2 separate regions of the Oryctolagus cuniculus genome follow, and region 2 is linked to region 1. The links are chromatin contacts, called in public Micro-C maps. All regions are on one chromosome and are shown on one strand. The core of a region is the stretch at or near the end of the contact, and the rest is flanking DNA. Distances in the headings are between cores, read along the strand shown. Region 1 holds the start of SEC62 (SEC62 homolog, preprotein translocation factor). Region 2 holds the start of ACTRT3 (actin related protein T3).

What was found. A called contact is a pair of places that touch in the nucleus more often than the background predicts.
Region 2: a Micro-C map of ear pinna shows a contact between it and region 1, with 6 times the contacts expected there. The contact joins the promoter of ACTRT3 here to the promoter of SEC62 in region 1. A contact is called at or near these places in 3 of 6 Hi-C or Micro-C datasets (ear pinna, psoas muscle and an unstated tissue).

The regions. Positions count from the first base shown.
Region 1 is chr4:110,331,279-110,335,601 of mOryCun1.1, reverse strand. It overlaps SEC62 (SEC62 homolog, preprotein translocation factor), which reads left to right and starts at 2,454. Exons shown (of 8, transcript XM_008266466.4): 1 at 2,454-2,799. The coding sequence starts at 2,764.
Region 2 is chr4:110,533,563-110,537,885 of mOryCun1.1, reverse strand. It overlaps ACTRT3 (actin related protein T3), which reads right to left and starts at 1,847. Exons shown (of 3, transcript XM_070072540.1): 1 at 1,739-1,847; 2 at 903-1,433; 3 at 1-89. The coding sequence starts at 1,102. It overlaps MYNN (myoneurin), which reads left to right and starts at 3,022. Exons shown (of 7, transcript XM_002716387.5): 1 at 3,022-3,754. It overlaps TRNAV-AAC (transfer RNA valine (anticodon AAC)), which reads left to right and starts at 2,178; the gene lies at 2,178-2,250.

The DNA.
Region 1 (4,323 bases), core at 1,205-3,704:
AAATAGGGTAGATTTTGCTAGAGAAATGGCAATTTCTACTTGGACAGTCAATGGAGATATCAAGAAGAAAGTTGGAAGTAAACATTCCTGCAGTATTTTGGAATTAAACTGTAAGCAGGAATTAGAGTCTCCAGAATGGACAAAAAGAAATGAAGAAATTGAGTACAGAAGCATGGTGGCCAGGAGCCATATGAACTGAGTGGATGGAGAGAAATTGGAGAAATCAGAAGGAAGAGGCTGATAAAGGTTGGGTATCCCTTATCCAAAATGCTTGGGACTAGATGTGTTTTTGAATTTTGGGATGTTTTCATTTGCACAATGAAATAACCTGGGGATAAGATCCAGTCTAAACACAAAATTTGTTTCAACTTCATATACACCTTATACACATATCCTGAAGGTACTTTTTATGATATCTTTAACATGTCTGCATTTTAACTGGGATTCATTACATGAGGTCAAATGTGGGATTTTTTTACTTGTGAGTCCACACTAGTGCTGAAAAAGTTCTATATTTGGAGCATTTTGGATTAGGGAAGCTCAACTTGAAATTACAATAGTCCAGTGTACCTGCCCTGCAAAGCACAAGGCTGGGGAGGTAGGGAGGGCAGCAAGAAAAGGGGCTAAGGCCCTTCAGAAGTTTCTTTAACCCTCAACAACTGCTTAGAATTGATCTGGTTAAAACGAATAAGCATGATTATAAAAGCAGTGGACACTGCAGGGTATTTCATAAACAGAGATGGATATAGATATTGGAAGTCTCCTGCCAGGCAAAAACCAGGTCCTGCTCCACACCTCCCCCATAGATGAGTTCTCAGTGTTCGCAGTACTCAATTACCTACATTTTACCTTCACAAATTTTGCCTACCCAGGTGGTATCTGGCTTCCCTATTACTTCATTCTTAATTTAACTTGACTCTTTTATCACCATGACCGAAATATGGGCACCACTTCTCCGAAGTAGAATACTGCTGCATGCTGAAGCCTTTGATTAGAGGTTCATTCTCTGCTTGAAAAAGAAGATAAGTGGAGTTAAAAAAAAAAAAAAAAAGACATGCTGTATCATAAATGCCAAGGCAAAAGAGGAAGTTAAGTAATGAATGATCAATATTATCAAATGCTAGGATGCTAGCTGAAAAGCAGGTATTGGGCTTGACAAAAGAATTATGTCAGTGGTGGAAATAGAAACCAACATGTTTCGGTCTAAGAAGTGAATGGCTGTGGCTCTGCAGAAGATGGTAGTAGGGCAGTAGCCTGAGAGAAACAGCGCCATTGTCCATTAAGGATTTTCCTTTCCCAGCATAGTCCTAACCTAACCTTTTTCATGTGGTAAGTGCTCAATGTCTGTTACATACAATGTTAATGTTTATAGACCAGCTGTCCTATGAAAATTGTTCAGTGTTCTCCAAATAAAAATAGCATAAAACAAATTCATCATTTTTTCAGATAGGGAGGGACTGAAGAAAAATATTTAATATTCTATATTCTGTTTTGGATTACTTGGTAAGAATCATTTCTTCTTCCTCACCCACTCTCTGACTACACACATAACCAAATTATAGATCATAGAGAGGAATGTAACTGAATCCCATTAGACCAGAATTGCATAGTCCAAAAAAGAACCTGAGCTAGTTTACTTTATTAAAAGATTTGGCATCAAGATGCTTCAATGTGTCTTAATTACACATTTAGCTGCTATTCGGTTAGATACATAATATGTGAAATTTGAAAAAAATTTAAGTGGTATAATGTGTTTACAACTTAATATTAAGTGAAAAATATAAGGCTACTATATTGCATAGTTCTCAATTTAAGGAACAGGAAAATATATAAATATAAACATACACACAAAGTAGGAATAAATACCCGAATACAATAAAATGTAAATCTCTGGCCTCTAGATTTAGGATTTTCTTCTGTATTTCCCTAAAGTTTTACAAATTTTTTACAGAACCTCCATAAAGTCGTGGGAATTTCTAAGCACTAAGGACCCTTTCTTGGGTCTAGATAGCCCTAAAATGACAATAGTTACAGCACTAGTAATTCCCCAGGCTTCTTTATCCCCAGCGTCTTAGAATCCGTCCTATTCATCTTGCTCTACTTCCTTAGGTTCCCTCTGACTCCTCAATTCTGTAGGTGAATTTGGAGAAGCAAAGTGGGAAATGGAATGGAGAATCCAAGAATCTGTTTGAAATGAGTGGCTCTGGGCCCCGCCATCTAGCAACCGTGGAGCCCCTAGATTTGTCCATCTATCGCTCTGTCCCTCAGCTGTCTTGGTTTTCCTGGAAAATGGGATTTCCTGACACTTCAATGGAGCGGGCCAGGGCTTGCAGGGACCACGGCAGGGCTGGCATGCCCCAGACCAGACCTCTGCAGGGCTCAGTCAACACCCCGGGAAAGGCCCCACCCCAAAGCACCGACTCGGACTCCGAGCGGGTGGGGCCCAGGAATCTGTATTTCAGCAGCCTCCCAGGTGATGCATAAGCTCAGTTTTGAGAACCAAGGACTCTTCCCAGCCTGCCACGGCCGCTGATTCACTTCGCGTCCCCAGTCCCAGCGGTTCTGCAGCTCCCGCAACAGCAGCAGCCGCCGAGGGGAGAGGGAAGAAAAGGCGCCGCCGACCCCTGCCCGCAGGGCAGCCGGTCTTCCCCGGCCCGGCGCCGGCCCGCGGGTTACATAACGGGCCGCGAGGCGCGCTCTCGCGAGGTTTCCACCGCCCCCCTCCTCGCTCCACGTCAGAGGGAACCGGGCGGAGCGGCCAACATGGCGGAACGCAGGCGACACAAGAAGCGGATCCAGGTAGCAAAGCCGAGCCTTGGGGTAGGGGGCTTCAACGCTCTCGAAAGTCGAAGGAGCGGGGAAAGCCCCCTGAAAGGGCGAGCGGAAGCGAGGGCGCGGCGGGGCGGGATTGCGCCGGGAGGCCGCCGGCTGCAGGCTGCGTCGTTGTGAGGGGCCTGAAGGGGGAGGGGGCGGCGTTGGCGACCGCGGAGACGGAGACGGAGACCGAGGTGGTGGTGGAGCCGCTGGGGAAGGAAGGAGGCGCCGCGCTCGGAATCTGCTCGCCGAGGCGCGGCTGCCGGCGGAGTTGCTGTGGCGGCGCGGGCCGGGGCCTGCACTGGGAGGTCGGCTTCCTCCCGAGCGCAGACACGGATCCTCCCCGGGGCTCCGCGCCTCCCTTCGCCCCTGTCTCCCCTTAGCTAGCCCGAAATGAAGGCCAGGATAGTAGGGGTAGAAGGAGGCGGAGGACTGACCTAAAGCGGCCAGTTCTTTGTGCGCAGGAGTCTTAGGAGGAGCGATGATCGGGACTCGGTCCGCTGCCCCGGGGGCCTGGAGGCGATCTCCTGATCCAGATGTTCCGATGCGGTTGCCCTCCTTTCTCCTCGACGTTATTAACCTAATCGTCCACTTGAAGCTTGCTGGCTTTCCTCCCGGCGACACAGTGTAAACAAACACAACCCCTTTGGTGCTGCAACGTAGCTGGTGGCGCCCGGAAGCGTTTCCTAGGCCAGTGTGTCATCCTCGAAACCTACATAACCTCCCTCCCGCATTCCACCTGCGTGCCGTTTGTGCGTTTCTCCCCGGCAGTCCCCCCTCCCCACGTCCCCGCCCGGTTCTTGTTTTTTAGCCAAGAGGATTAAGTTTGTCAAACATCTTAGATTCAGGCCGTTTGTTTATTAGTCGTCTCGTCAGCTCTTATGCCGGGAAACCTTCCTACATCATAAATTGATAGCTTGTAGTGAATTTCTTAACATGTTCATCACAAATTGTTACTGTTGTCTTCGTGTTCCTTACTATTTCATTGTTCATAATGACTTTTCTGTCTTCTGTTTTATCCGTCTTTTTTTTTTTTTTTTTAAGGTTTATCCGCTTATTGGCCTGCCTACAGGTGTTTTGAGCTATGCAAATTAAAATTCCCCTGAAACCTTTTAAGTGCTATGAGAAAGATAATCAATGATCAGGAAATTTGGAGTTTGGCAGAATTAAGAAAGTATTTGTGAAGGGGGAACAGAAGGGAATTAGAAAGAAGCAAGTTTCAAATTTCAGACCATTGATAAAACCAGTGTTTAAGGTCAGTAGAAGTGTCTGATTATACTGTCACTACTCCTTCAAGATATACCTGGTCTGACATGGATAGAAAGGATTTTATTACAATGTATGTTGAAATTTTTGCCTATTTGTACTTACTCCTTAGTTTTAATTTGGCAGTGCAATCTGATGACTTGTTGTACACACTTTGACAATTTCAACTGCCCTTTAGTGTTCTGAATGTTCATGTTTGTGAGTAGCTGCTTCTACATCAGTTGTGCCCTTATATTGAACTGA
Region 2 (4,323 bases), core at 598-3,097, 200 kb before region 1:
GTTTGAGCTTCAGGTTGGCGTCGTAGATGTGCTTCCACATGATCTCCATGTCCCCCCAGGAAGTGATGAGACCGCGCTCCACCGGGTAGCTGTGGGGAGAGTGACAAGACCAAGGCAGCGTTCGCTTTTCCAGTTTCTGTTCCTAGTCCCTGTGTTTATTCGCAATGTCCCTTCATGAACAGCACCTGCCACAGCCCCTCAGAGAAGATAGTGGTGCAAAAATGAGCACAGATACTACCTTCTTGTACCGTTATTTCTTGCTTACCAGTTTCTCTCTTTGTTGTTTTTAAAATTGTAAGTTTGAAAGGCAGAAAGAGAGAGATTGAGAGAGAGAGAGAAATCTTCATCTACTGGGTCACTTCGCAAATGGCCATAACAGCCAGAGCTGGACCAGGCTAAAGTGGAAGCCAGGAGCCTGGAGCTCCATTGGGTCTCCCACGTGGGTTGCAAGCGCCTGGGCACCTGGGCCATCTTTTGCTGCTTTCCCAGGCCCATTAGCAGGGAGCTGGATCGAAGTGATACAGCTGGGACTCTAATCGGCTTAATCCCCTGGGCTACAATGTTGTCCCTTTGCCTTTTTCTTGTAAAACTGGGAACTTCCTACATTACAGTATACTTTCTTTATCTCATTTAATTAAAGAGTAAAACCCCAAATGTCAGCAGCTACCAGGAATTAGCTAACATCCGTCAGTCTTCGTGTCCACGTTTGGACACTTCTCTGTAGTACAGTGAGCGAGTACCTTTGGGTCGTCGGATGTCCCGGACCCGCCGGGGCTGGGTGGCCGCGCCTTGGCAGGCCCTCCCTGCGGCCCCCGAGACGGGGCGCTCTGGCGGTGGCCGCCTCCCGGCCTCCGCCCGCCCGGCACCCCTGCGCCCGGTCGCCGGCCACCGGGAGGCAGTACCTGATGGACAGCGAGCTTCTCCGGTCCTGCGCCTGGTCGCCCACGCACAGCTCTTGCGCGCCCTCGACCGCCCAGTTCTGGCCCTTGGCGCGGCCCACAATGTTGGGGTAGACAAACTGGGGCTCGCGGCTCCCGGCCATACCCGCCTTGATCACCCCCGAGCCATTGTCGATCACCACGGGAAGGTGCTCATAGTTCATGCCGCCGCCGCCCCGGCCGCCAGGCCGCTCAGTCTGCGGGCTCGGGGGTCCCTCGGCCTGGAATGCCGCGTCACAGAGGCCCCTCACGGCCTGAGGCAGCCTGGGCCCGAGCGCAGGCCCTGGGTCGGGAGCGCCCAGTGCAGCCACCCCAGCCCCCGAGTGCGGGAATATCCTGATCAGGAAAATCCCACTTTCCTTCCCAGGAAACGAATCTCACTCTTCACGAGTGCACCTCCCGCACACCCCGCAGAGCCGCGAAAACAGTTTCATTTCCCTCAGCCATTGAATTCTGCTTCACAGGTGTCCGAACGTCCCGGGGCCTGTGGGAAGCCTGGAGAACCGAGAAGGAATGAGATTAGACAGTGTGCGGGGAAGCAGGGAACATCTTTCCTTTCATTCGTAACCGAAATGTACGCAAGTCAAATGGTAGACCTCTCACGTTGCATTAAATTCCCCGCTGTCATCCGAAAACTCATTCTCATTCCCTAGCCTTGAGTTTTAATCCCAAGGACGAGTCTCCCTCCCCCTTTGCAGACAAGTGAGATCCTTTTAGGTCGCGGGAAGCTCAGGAGAAGAAAGGAAAAAAAAAAAAAAATAAACCACACTGGTTGTCCCAAAGCCTCTGATTTTGCACACCCTTTGGCGGGTTTTCAAACAGGCGCGCAAACTGGAACCTCTTCGGAAGCGCGAGGAGGAAATGCCCGAGTCATTCAGGCGTCCCTCGGTGAAGGGCCGAATCCGAGCGGCGGCGCTGGACGCTGCCCGCAGCTCGCCCTCGGGACTGGGCAGCGCCTCGCAGGGGAAGGACCCATAATGGAAACGCTTCGGTCTCGGGAAGAAAGAGTGCTCAAGGGAACGAAGTCAGCAGGTGCCTGGTGTCTACCGCAGCACACGGGGATTTCGTACGCAGATTCACACTTTGGAAACAGTTCGGTTGGACATGCGGTTGTTTTCACGTTTCGCGGTGTTTCTTTGCATCCTGTTAAAAATTACAACTGATTCTGCATGTTGAAACAGCCTACGTACATGTGCTGAAAGTATATCAAGGACTTCCTGAGCACTGTGGAGCAGGGTGGTTTCCGTAGTGTAGTGGTTATCACGTTCGCCTAACACGCGAAAGGTCCCCGGTTCGAAACCGGGCGGAAACAATAACGTTTTCTTTCCCCTTACCTTTTTTCCCTTTCTTGATTGCTGAGAATTTGAACTTTCAAATGTTTTCACGGAAATCTTGCCATATGGAAGAAGGACCCGGATTTTAAAAACATGAGTTCGACTCAGAGTCTATCGCTGAAAGAAGCGCGCAGAAGGGCAGCTCAAACAGTATGAAAACTGTGAGCCAGTCTCCTACTACATATTCTTTGTAGTATGCCACTAGATTTTCCACAGCTTTCCCTTCTAGATCACCTTTTCCCCTAAACGCCAGGAGACCATGTTTTATTCTCTATCCTAGCTGTCCTGCTTGATAGCTAGGTCCACAAGTATTTCTGAATTAAAATTGTCGGAAAGGATTCTGACGACAAAGGGAGCTCTCAAAATTATACTCGGAAAGATAAAAACAATAAGGGTGCAACTCCAGTTTTTCCTTATGAACACAACGGATGTGCATTTTATTTTAAAATGTTTCTTACCAGGAAGAGAGGAATTTATAGAAAGCAAGGGGGTGGGGGTTGTCTCAAAAGAGACAAATTGAATCCCATTTTTTTTTTCAATAGTCTCTTTCGGCCACGACAAAAGACTTTTAGCCAATCATCCCTTGGTTTTCTGATATTTACGATGTCCACAGATACGAGGGGAAAATCCACCTTTGCAAGACTTGTTTCTGATACTTCCGCATATTACCGGCCCAAGCGGTGCCTTTTTCCTCACTGTTACAAAATCTGAATAAGATGTAAATAATTGCATTAAAATTTCTCCAGTTCCAGACGCCGGCAAACCTTTTCCGGTGTAAAACCCACCTCCCTCTAATGTTGCGCATGCCCGTGTGCCCCTCTGCTTTGGGTTTCGCGCATCTCGGACTTCTGACACCAGGTAAGGGTATCCTGGAAACTCATCTCTCGTTGGCTGATGCAAACAAAACCCAGGGGATCCAAAGACCTTCCGGGTACGTAGAGGGGATAGGGGTGATCCGTCTCCGATCAGACGAGCCCCCCGGACCTTCAGCCCGAGTACACAAAGCAGCTGTTCCCACTGGGGGGGCCCGAGGAAAGGGGGTGACGATGGGAGACGGCGAGCGACTACAAGCCCCAGCATGCAGTGCGCAGCTTGGCTGTGGGAGCGCGGCCCGGGGCGCGGCGCTCCCCGGCTTCCGTCCAGGAGCCCGGCCGAGCGCGAGGTGCCGACTGTTGGCCGGCCAGAACGCTCAGAACCAGAAAGACGAGCTGTGAGATAACCCTCAGCTGTCGGGTCCATGACGCCTGCTGTTTCGAGGCAGCCCTGGCATGCCGGGGAGTGGGGTCGCGGGGCCAGCCCGCTGGCCCCGGCTGGCGTCGGCCCTCTACCGCCCCAGAACCTCCTGCGCCGTTGCCGGACGACACACCCGGATGTGACGCAGACGTGGAGGAAGAAGGGAGAGGCGGAGCGTGGCGCGGTGACGTCCTCCCAAGATGGCGGAGAGAGAGTGAGGAAACTGTGTTCCCGCTTGGGTTGCTAGCGGTGAGTTCCGACTTCACCCCCAAGCCCACCATTCCCGCCCACCCCAAATGCAGGGCCATTGTGGGGGCGGCTCCTTGTGGTTCGAGCACGGGCCGGGGCGAAGGTGGGAAGGCTTGGGCGAAGCAGCCCCGGTGGTGGCCTTGGCCACAACCTCTGCCGTGGGAACTCGCGGGAGTGGGAGCTGGGCGGAGGACAGGGCAGGGCAGCCGAAGCCACCAAGGCTGTCGCTTTGGTTGTCACTCTCCGATGACGCTCGATGAGGAGCGAGAGGGAGGGGAGGGGGTGTGGCCGCCTCGGAGCCAGTGACAGAGCCTTTGACAACCCGTGGCCCGGCGCATTCGCCCAGTGGCCGCCTCGCGTTTCGGAGACACCGCGGCCGGCGAACGGGTTTGGGCGATTTGAGAGCAGATTTTTGAAACTCATGCCATGTTCGTCCCCGTGCTGTCCCAGGGAATCATTTCTAAGTGACTTAACATGCTTGTCTATTGAGGGTTCAGCTAGTGAAAAAGTGAAAATTTGCAGCCCTTGTCAGCTTCTGAAATTGTTTCATTCATCGCCACTTATTGTGT